Regions from separate parts of the Zea mays genome. Here region 2 is linked to region 1. The links are chromatin contacts, called in public Hi-C maps. All regions are on one chromosome and are shown on one strand. Each heading gives the region's core, a stretch centred on a gene start, on an enhancer-like site or on the middle of the called end of the contact. The rest is flanking DNA. Distances are from core to core; before and after follow the strand shown.

Region 1 (5,392 bases), core at 969-3,468:
ACAGACACTGTTCACTGTTTGGTGCCCCTCTGACAGGCGGCTCTAACTCTACGCCCATTGTTCTTCATTGTTCATCTGACTTCACGGCTTTTGCAGTCGACCATTGCGCGAAGTAGCCGTTGCTCCGCTGGTGCACCGGACAGTCCGGTGGCACACCGGACAGTCCGGTGAATTATAGCGGAGCGTCTTTTCTGAAACCCGAAGGTGGCAAGTTCAGAGTGGTACGGCCCTGGTGCACCAGACATTGTCCGATGGCACACCGGACAGTCCGGTGCGCCAGACCAGGGTTCTCTTCGGTTTCTTTTGCTCCTTTCTTTTGAACCTTAACTTGATCTTTTTATTGGTTTGTGTTGAACTTTTAGCACCTGTAGAATATATAATCTAGAGCAAACTAGTTAGTCCAATTATTTGTGTTGGGCATTCAACCACCAAAATCATTTATGGGAAAAGGTTAAACCCTATTTCCCTTTCAATCTCCCCCTTTTTGGTGATTGATGCCAACACAAACCAAAGCAAATATATAAGTGCAGAATTGAACTAGTTTGCATAAAGTAAGTGCATAGGTTGCTTGGAATTTAAACCAATATTTTACTTTTACTGGATATGCATGGTTGGTTTCTTTTATTTAACATTTTGGACCACTTGTTTTTTTTGCAAATTCTATTGGAAAATCTTTTCAAAGTATTTTTGCAAATAGTCAATGGTATATGAATAAGATTTCGAGAAGCATTTTCAAGATTTTGAAATTTTCTCCCCCTGTTTCAAATGCTTTTCCTTTGACTTAAACAAAACTCCCCCTGAATAGAATTCACCTCTAAGTTTTCAAGAGGGTTTTACTAATTTGAACAAGATTTAGATACCAATTTGAAAAATTCTTGAAAGTTAACATACCAAAATATATCAATTGAAAATTTTGAAATTGGTGGTGGTGGTGCGGTCCTTTTGCTTTGGGCTAATACTTTCCCCCCTTTGGCATGAATCGCCAAAAAACGAAGACTTTGTGAGCCCTTAAACTTTCTTCCCATTGGTACAAGTAAATATGAGCGAAAGATTATACCAATTTGAGAGTGATGTGGAGTGATGGTGAAGGGTAAATGATACCGATAGAGTGGAGTGGAAGCCTTGTCTTCACCGAAGACTCCATTTCCCTTTCAATCTATGACTTTCGCCCTTGCGTTCAGCCTCCACTGCTGCTCTCCTCACTAGCATCCCTCACGCTGTATACCTTACCTCAGTCGTCTCCTCCCTGAAGAAACCACCCAAAGAAACTGCCCAATCTCCACCTTAGTCGTCTCCTCTCAGGCTCTCCATGATCTCGCTCCCTCACCTCAATCGGCTCAACGATCTCCATGTTCTGCTAGCTCGAGGCGTCACGAATGGAGATAAATACGGAGGTCCGAGCGCGCGCAGACGAGGGAGACGACATCGACGTGATTCGGTATTTTTATCATTAACTATTATATGAAAACATCATCACACGTAAGTTTAATGGGTCCCCATGGGGAATGGGCATCCTCATCACCGGGGAGAATTTTTCTTCGTTTATATCCCTGTGGGGGAAGAAACTTCCTCATCCCCATCTCCTAATGGAAGAATTCTCCACGGAGAATCGGCGATCAGAGCCCCATTGCCATCTGTAAGTATAACTAACGGATTAGGAGCATACAACATTTTGTTTAAAAAAACAGGGGCAAATCTACAGTTACACTCTAAAACAGAGACACTGAAACAATTGCATATATTTCTTAAATAATAATTAAACATTCAAAAGCGTCGAGGAGGTCCCATGCATAGGTTTAGGAGCGATGATAATCATTCTAATTTTCATCAAACTAATTTATCGAGGCAAAAATTAGTTTTAGATAAGGAAGACCAACTTCTTGGTTTTTTAAAAAACTAACAATCCAGTTTTGCAAAATCTAAAGCATAAATTAGCATATTAGGAAGCATCCCAGTTTCTAAAAATTGGATGCTTTGAGGCTCTAAAATAGTTGAAAAAAGAGTGTGAAAAAACACTAAAAACTATCTTGGGAGTTACAAAACCGGATGAAATTGGAGAGAATAAAATTCTCTTCTTATTCAATTTCAAATAAGAAAGATATCTTAAAATTTATAATCATCTCCAATTTTATGGCACTCTATAGAAAATCGGAGGAGATTTGAGAGTCTAAAATCAATATGATTTTAGATCTTTGAACCACTCCTTTCTTTGGCTACAAACTAGCTCTAAAATAATGACCGAGCTCGAGTGCCGAGTGGCAGCTTGCGGGAGGACAATGATGGATGGCATGTTTCGTCCTGCTGTGCATTTGCAGATTTCAAAGGAGTTCACTGGACGGGAACCTATAAATGTGTCCGCTTCTCTTCCCCACGCCCGGTCTTGTCGCTTTATCGCCAACCTGTGGCCATGGACGTTCCAGCACGCACCACCACCACGGCACCACCACCCTGCCCCCCTCCTCCTGCTCAAACCCACCCCCTCTCGCTCGCCTCCCCGCCACTCCCCTCCCGTCCCTATGGCGGCCGTTACCACAGCCACTGCCGCCGCGTCCTCCTCCTCCTTCCTCCACCGCCGAAGCCCCGCCTGCCTGCGCGCCACGCTCCGCGCCGCGCCGCGGCACTGCCGCAACTCCAGCTCCAGGCTCGCCTGCCGCGCCGCCGAGGTGTCCGGGGCCGAGTCGTCCTCGGCCGCGGCGGAGGGCGCGGGAGGAGGCGGGGGCGCGTCGTGGGTGCCCGTGGTGCCGCTCGCCGCGCTGCCGCGCGGAGAGCGCCGCGTGATCGTGCAGGACGGGGAGGAGATCCTGCTGCTCTGGTACAAGAACCAGGTCTTCGCCATCGAGAACCGGTCGCCAGCGGAGGGCGCCTACACCGAGGGCCTCCTCAACGCCAAGCTCACGCAGGTGCGTCTCGACTCGAACTCACGGCTCACGCCAATGCCGCCGGCCTGCGCCGCTCAGCGTTACCTGTCATGGATATATACCGTATAAAAGAATTATACGCAGAGTCGCAGACAAACAATACAATTACAACCATGGTCAGCAAAGGTTAGGTTAACAAGGATGACAACCAAATCCGTTGAACCATTCTTGTTTCAAACAAGTTACAAACCTATTAAGTCTAGTTAATTTTTTCTTGCGAAAATGCTTTTGGGAAAATAGAGTTGTCAAACTAGCCCTTAATAAACTTCCCTAGTTGCTTCTAGAGTTTCAAAATAAGTTAGAAAAGGTAATCATTCCATTGGTCCCAAAATACTTTTTGTTTTTTTAAAAAAGGTAACCTTGTTTGAAGCCCACCTTGATAAACCAGCCACATAGAACCCTTTTTTTTTGTGGCAACCCGTTCGTTCTTCCACAATTTCATCAGTCTTGAATTACTAATTTCCCTAAAGGTCAACCTCCTATACATAGATCTTGTTGTATAACTACCTAGCACCCAGATGAATTTGTCCTCCCCTTCAGTGAGCCTAAAATTGTCCAACATGTCCATCCATCTCTCCCATTCCAACATATCACTTTCTCCCAAAAAATCTTCATAAAAGTTACATTCCAACCATCTCCTTTCCCAGCAGCCACTAACTAAACAATCTCTATCCTTACAGATATTGGAAAACACTCAATCCTTATCTTCTGCTGACATGTCTGAACTTAGTTTCTGCTGACATATCTGAACTTAGTTTCTGCTGGCATGTCTGAAGCGTCATGGGTAGGGATTTAATAGCTTTCTTGCGTATGGACTTAGATGAGATAATTTCATTCTCCTTCACGGAGATGTAACCTTGCATCTTTTTTTTTTTTTGGTGTTTCAGGACGGGTGCATTGTTTGTCCATCAACAGACAGCACATTTGACCTTCGCACCGGGGAGATAAAAGAATGGTATCCGAAAAACCCTGTCCTACGGGCTCTTACGCCAGCCTTGAGGAAACTATTCACCTACCGCGTGAAAACAGACGAAGAAAACATATACATCAGCTTCAGCGGAGCCGACGGTGCGGGGTCAGCGGAGATTATATTCAGCGGGAAAGCTCAGCCTGGTGTGACTGCATCGGATGTCAATGTGGAAGAGGTATCATTTTTTTAAATTTTTTTGCTGTTCGATACGATTCCTGCTTCACACACACACACACATGTTCTCTCTCCTCTGTTCCATACGATATACATCCCTGCAGCTCTTCTCATTAGCTTCATACTCTACATTTCCAGAGAAGTGAGAAGCTCGTTTCACTGAACTTGTGCACCCAACTTATATCCCCCTTCTACGTTTTCAGGTGAGGATGGTCGTCGACGAGGATGTCGGAGGCTTCGGCTTCACCAGTGACAACGAGCTGATCAACGGAAAAGCCGCCATAATCGGCTTCCTCCTGCTGATCGATTTCGAGCTTCTAACTGGCAAGGGCCTTCTCAAGGGGACGGGGTTCTTGGACTTCATCTACGCAGTTTCGGGAGCTTTCAACTGAGAGTCATATGTGTGTTTGTTGTTCGTTCCTTGGTATCAAGAATGCCATCGAGGTGTACTTGACTACCCTTAGAAGCCTAGGTTTTGTCAGCGTGCGATTCAGTCAGCTGTGCTTGTATTTGAACATCACCATGCTTGTCTGTGAAGTGAGGAAGGGACACGAGAAAGTCACATTTGCGGTGCTTCTTATACACCTGTCCGTAGCAGCTGCATGCCTTCCACAGAGCTTCCATAGAATCCTAATGAAACTGGAGAAGTAATAACAAATTTGCAGCCACGTATAGTAGTATTTCGTGGGCCCCCTGTTGGCTTTTTTTTTAATTGCCCCATCTTCTGGTACAAGTTGTAGTAACTGAACTCACACACTACACTTGTCGAACGTACACCACCAAACACAAACCTATCCTATGAATAAGATCTACAACATATATCTACAGATACACATGGGCAGCTAAGGGATGTCAAAGGCGACCTCCGGCGATGACATCTACGCCGAGGTAACAACACTAAATATTAGAGAAAACTAGTCGGTTACTCGTACGTTGCGACGGCTCACAACAATACCCACATAAATTATCCACCAAAAAGATTTCAAGATTTTTTATTGATTGTCTCCGCTTTTTGTATAATATTTTTTTTATGAATGTATGGGTACCATAGGCAGCAAACCAGAGACCCCATCTCTCGCCTCCCCCACTTCCGAGGTTTCGTAGAGCAGGAGGAGGAGGGAAGAGGCGAACATACCTGCTCGTTGTCAGAGAAGGACACGACGAAGACATGGGCATCTGGAGGCGACATAAGTAGTATACCGCTAGATATATAGGGAGAGAGCACGCAAGCGGAGAAAGAAGCCTAGCCGGAGCAGCTCCAAACCGAGAGGCACCCGCACCAGCGTCAATCCGAGAAGGGCGAGAGAATGCGAGTGTCTTCCCAACCCTG
Region 2 (5,392 bases), core at 1,664-4,163, 150 kb before region 1:
ATGTTGCCCTTTTCTCGCCCCCCCCCCCTCCTCCTCCCGACCCCCACCCCAAAAATCCCACCAACCATCGTCAGCCTTGCTCATATCATTAGCACCATGCTCTGTCAAAGTATCTTGGCATGAGTCCCAAACACAATGACAACCATGACAATGGATATGCCAACTTTTGAATCAAGGACATTCCAACGAAGTTAAGGCGAATAGTATGCTTCATGTTCTCCATACTTCACACCACCTTTCTTCATCACCAGCATGTGACACAAGCACCGAATTCCCCAACCCCAATTGCTTTAACACCCCGTTTGGATGTAGATATTGAAGTCTAGAATTGGGAATTGGAACCAGGATTCCTAAGTTCTGTTGTTTGGTTGTCTAATGAATTTAGAGTTGGAATTAAAGCTCAATTGCTCGGTATTAAACTATAACTAGAAGTCGTCTTTCACAATTCAGAGCCTAGACCCTCTGTATTAGCTAGAATTACAATTCCAGATATATCCAAACAACAAATTTGTATTGCAACCCATTTTCAATACTAGACATATTTGGTATTGGATCTAATTCAATTCTAATATCTCCAATATCTACATCCAAACAAACCCTAAGAGAAAAAAGTGATTGAGAGGAGTGAAGTTGGAACATGATTGTTTTTTTCACACATTCTTAGATGCTAAAAATACTATTCATGGACACATGTATGTTCTATATATCTTGTACCCAAAGAGTATCACCATTCTAATAACCTTGCCCCTAAAGTAAGCGCATAGATATGGACATGAAGTTGTTAGCATATTTGTGATGATGATAACTAACACCGCAATTTGAACATGAGTAATAACGCACTTGCATGAATATAGATATCAAGGATATGTACAACAACAATATACCAGTCTTTTTGGAACATTCCGCCCAAAATCATCTCTGATAGTCAACACTTCATTCAAGGCAGCAGGGATGACCCTCATGAATTCAGTTATATATCCATTGCCTTCTTTTCTGCTATTCTGCATAATATCATTTGCAAGGTACAGCAAAGATACCCTCCTCTCTCCAGGAGCTGCATGAAACTCGCAATCCCATGTTTCTACAACTTGTTGGCAGTAACGATGATGAAAGACACACCAATGTGATAAAGCTTTTCTTTAGTTAAGGATGACATTACGTGAATGGATAAAATAATGTAGCACATGAGAAAATAATCACAGTCAGCAATAGTAGGTGGCAATCTTAAGCAGGGTGCAGTGAATGACTAGCATAAAGCACTAGTTGGTCACAATGAACCATGAGAGGTCATCAACTGAATGGGATTTATGGACACAGTGATCTGGAATTTTTAAAGAGTTTTCCTGTAATCTTAAGCTATGATTTTGCACTTTGCAAACCATACAACTATACAAGCTAATAAAATATGAGAATATCTCATATGAGAACAGAGAAGTTAAGATTAAAAAATACTTCGTGCAGAAAAGAAAGTGCTAAGTTAATACTTAATAGGGGTTGAAAAACTGGCAAGAAGGATACTTTCTATGCTCTGCTGTGAGCTATTAAGCTTCGAAAGCTTCTGAGCCAGTATCTGCTTGTTGAAACCCGCACTCATTGTGTGCACCCTGGCTTGCACACCTGCAAGACACGTAACATTGGGAAGTCAACATTAACTGCAATCTAGAAGTCACTTCATGCTTAAATAATGTCCCGAAGATGGAATAACCATGAAAATAAAAGCGGTAAAATAATTGGATGCTTCCATGAAAATAAAAGCGGTAAAATAATTGGATGCTCTTGTCTGTTGTTTCTGACATTGTAACTGCATCGAATATTCAGGTCCTCAAAAGGAACCCATTAAAAACATAACGAAAGGTAAACCATAGAGGCACATGGAAGCCAAATAAAAATTCATTCCCAACTCACCACCCAGGCATTGATAGCCAAAGTCCTATATTCGGGCTCTGCAAAAGATGGCAACAAAACTCCAGTCTTTTCGATAAGGCAGTAAAAGCAGCGCCTGAAAGGATACCGAGCCAAGCAAGCCGTAAATGAGAAGTGCCTGACCACCTGAAGTCCAGTCCTGGAGAGCATCTACCCGGGAGAGTGGGAGACTGTGACTTAACAAACAACCCGACTACACGAGAGTAGCACATGGCATGACCGTCGTCGACGCCAGACCAAAACCTTGCAGCTACAGAGTCGCCCAGGAAACGCGCAGCAGCTGAGTTGCAGGTGTGTGCGTGCACACAACATCACCTGGAAACCTCAGAGCTTCCGCCTAATCAAACAAGTAAAAGTTCATTCGAGGCACCAACCCGATTCCGGCTGAAACCATCCCAGCGCGGCACCGGAAAAAACGAATCGGGGGAAATTCCCATGCACGAGCATCCCAAACAAAGACAAACAGACACCAGCAGCAGCGGCAACGATTTAATGGTATGGATCCAAATTTCCCATTCCTAAATCACAGAACCGGCGGCGAAATACACAACGCCAACGCGGCGGCGCGGTGAGCTCGAGCTAGATCAGAACCAGACCAGCGCAGGAGGAGAGGGAGCAGAGCGCGATAGATCCCGTACCTTCCGCGGAGCGGATGCCGAATTCGGGGGCCTAGGTGGGGGCGCGCATTTGGGAGTTGGGAGATTCTAGGGTTTAATCGGGGAGTTGTAGAGGGGGCTGTGCAGGGGGGAGGGGGAAGGATGAGATATACGTCGGTTACTGGTCGGCGGCTCGGCGCCTGGCTGCGCGCGACCCGCGGCGAGGAAGAGAGGGGAGCGGAGCGGGGGCGCGGCGGGGGAGTGAGCTGGACGAAGACGCGGTGTGAGGTGGATGGATCGGTCGTGCTGGGTTTCGCGGCGGGCCTCCGCTGCAGATCGTCTACCTGACTACCTGTGTCTGTGTGTATGAATGTATCAGCAGGCAGCAGACCCCGAATTTTTTTTTTGTTTTTAGCCTCTTTTTTTAAAGAATTTTCAAGTTTAGACCATGCATGACTTAATCTCGAATTTAGACTTTTTGCGTGGTGCCAATATGTGGCGCCGAGGTAACGAGGTACGTGCCCGCGTTGGCACGATAGGGCTAACACGGCGCTGACGTGGCTCCGTAGCTCGGCGCCACATATCTTGATGTCGAGCTAGGAAGCGATATAAATCATAGTTCCCCTGGCCGAGAGCTACGTCCGGCCATATCTATCACTCGTTTCCCTCTTCATATGTACCGTCGAGAGGTGTTTCAATCTTCGTATTCGAGTTGGAAAACTTTGATTTGATTTGTATAGCTTGTAGACGAAGGTATGGTGTCTCAATGATTCATTTGTTATGTATATTGCGTAGTACGATTCTGATTAATTAGTTTTGATTTGTGCACATATTACTATTAGTTATGATTTCTAAGATAATATTGTTGGTATGATGAGTACAGTTTGTTAGATAGTTTGTGAATCATGGGTTTATAAAGTCTTTAGGGTTTTAAAACTATGAGTATCATGTTATTTATAAGTTTAAATCATTTGTGGTATTTTTATAGTTGTGTTAATATAAAATCGTTTCGTAGATGAAAGACGTGTATCGAAAGTCGTTGTGGCAGAAGAGATGTTATCCTTAGGAGTTATATACGGATGCATCTAATAAGGATGCTCATGTTCCTCTTGATCTTCCTATCTAATTGTGACTGTGGTGAACCGGTTTGGGCTTAATCTAAAGATCCAGACACGATCGCTCGCTGTTTCTACACATGTGGTGGTTTTAACGTACGTAGTTTCCCACTTGTGTGTTGTGTGTTGTTTTCTCAATGTGTACTAATGCTTCGTTCCATTCCTGTAGGATCACTTGATGTGTTTTTCGTGTGGATTGACAGTCCTAATAAGTTTGACCCTCAGTATCTCTTTTCGATAATTGGTTGAGCGGGAAGAACGCACATGAGTGTTTTAAGCAATGGGTGCCTCCTCCCTCGAACCCACCAACAATGACTGAGGAAGGGAAGAACCTTGCCACAGAAAGACGACCGGAGTCTCCGCCTCGGTGTAACTGTGGAAATCGTGCTGTGATATGTGAGGATACTATGAATTACTTCGTGTGTCCAGACATTAATTATGTAAGTGCATAACATATGTCCACAATTTTGTCAACTTTTTCACAAATTCACTAATGTATTCTTTTGTAGCATACGACAAACGTAAGTGTAATTTCATAGAGTAGTTGTATGGTCCTACACGACATTGGCGAGAGGCAGAGACAAAGGAGAATAAAAAGAATGAGTGTCCGGAAGAGTGCGAGTCTGGTCCTGTACTATGCAAATGTGGTGTTGAAGTTGATGGAGAAGGATGACAACACGTCAAGGTTGAGTGAGCTCATCGCGCTAGTTGAGGCAAGATTACATGCGCAACAGCAGGAGGATGAGTTTATGTCTCGGGCCGCCGATGAAGCAGAGGCCGCTTATTACAAAGCAGAAGGCTGATGAAGCGGATGCTAAGGACCAGCTATTTTCCCAGACTGCCGATGAAGTAGAAGTCGCTTTCTACAAGAGAAAGGTAGAAGAGGGTGATGCAGGACAATTAAGCAAGTGGAACGACGTTGTCGTTGAGGATTGCGTGACGGATGACTCTAATGATGATTTACTTATAGATAATGTTTCAGGTTGATTCCGCTACTCGTGTGTTATGAAGTACTTTCATATTCATAATTTTTCAGATTGATGATGTTTCTATTGCATTGTGCTTTTCATGTTTTTTGCAATTCACAAAATATTGCAAGAGTTTTCCTTGTTTTATTAACAACCACAATTTCAATAATCATATTTAATAAGATATCAGCACATATCACCACATAACACATATAATTCAAGGTTAGTTAGGCACCGAGATTTTAACCTACAAACAAATGACTTCTCTACTAAGGGTATGTTTGGTTGGGTTGTGACTGTGAAAAAAGTTGTTGCAGGTTGTGAGGTGTGAAAAAAATGTTGTGAGCTATGAACTGCTAAAAAGCTAAAACTCATTTGGTGAAAATCACTATTTGCTAAAAACTCTTCCATATATATTTTCACGATTTCATCCAAAAGCCGCTAAAAGCAGGTTTAGAGGTGCTTTCAGTTTTGCACCGCTAGAAAGACGACTTTTAGAAAAGGTTGTTTCCTGGATCCACCTTTTTGGTTTGGCTTTTGGCTTTTAGAGGACAAAAGCCAAAGCCAAAAGCCAAACCAAACACACCCTAACAGTTACTACTCACTGAGAGTAAGGCAAGCATCGTGATGTCGGAAGTCCTCTGTGCGGTACGCTCAATGTCACCCACATGTACGAGCATAGAGTTCCCCTACGCACAAAAAACATGAGGATACACACAACAAAACTACGACATCGAATTAACGAAAATGAATCGAGTTAACAGCTTGGTACCACTCGGTCTAGGATGGG

Evidence for each region. Hi-C and Micro-C count contacts between places; a contact is called where the count stands out from the background.
Region 2: a Hi-C map of tassel shows a contact between it and region 1, with 2.8 times the contacts expected there. The contact joins the promoter of LOC100384037 here to the promoter of LOC100285301 in region 1. A contact is called at or near these places in 5 of 25 Hi-C or Micro-C datasets (ear, endosperm, leaf and 1 more).

What each region holds. Positions count from the first base shown.
Region 1 is chr3:159,819,562-159,824,953 of Zm-B73-REFERENCE-NAM-5.0, reverse strand. It overlaps LOC100285301 (rieske domain containing protein), which reads left to right and starts at 2,218. Exons shown (of 3, transcript NM_001158194.2): 1 at 2,218-2,900; 2 at 3,806-4,063; 3 at 4,266-4,612. The coding sequence starts at 2,235. The coding sequence ends at 4,454.
Region 2 is chr3:159,972,754-159,978,145 of Zm-B73-REFERENCE-NAM-5.0, reverse strand. It overlaps LOC100384037 (zinc finger homeobox protein 4), which reads right to left and starts at 2,913. Exons shown (of 8, transcript XM_008675029.4): 1 at 2,562-2,913; 2 at 1,519-1,617; 3 at 885-1,132. The coding sequence starts at 1,594.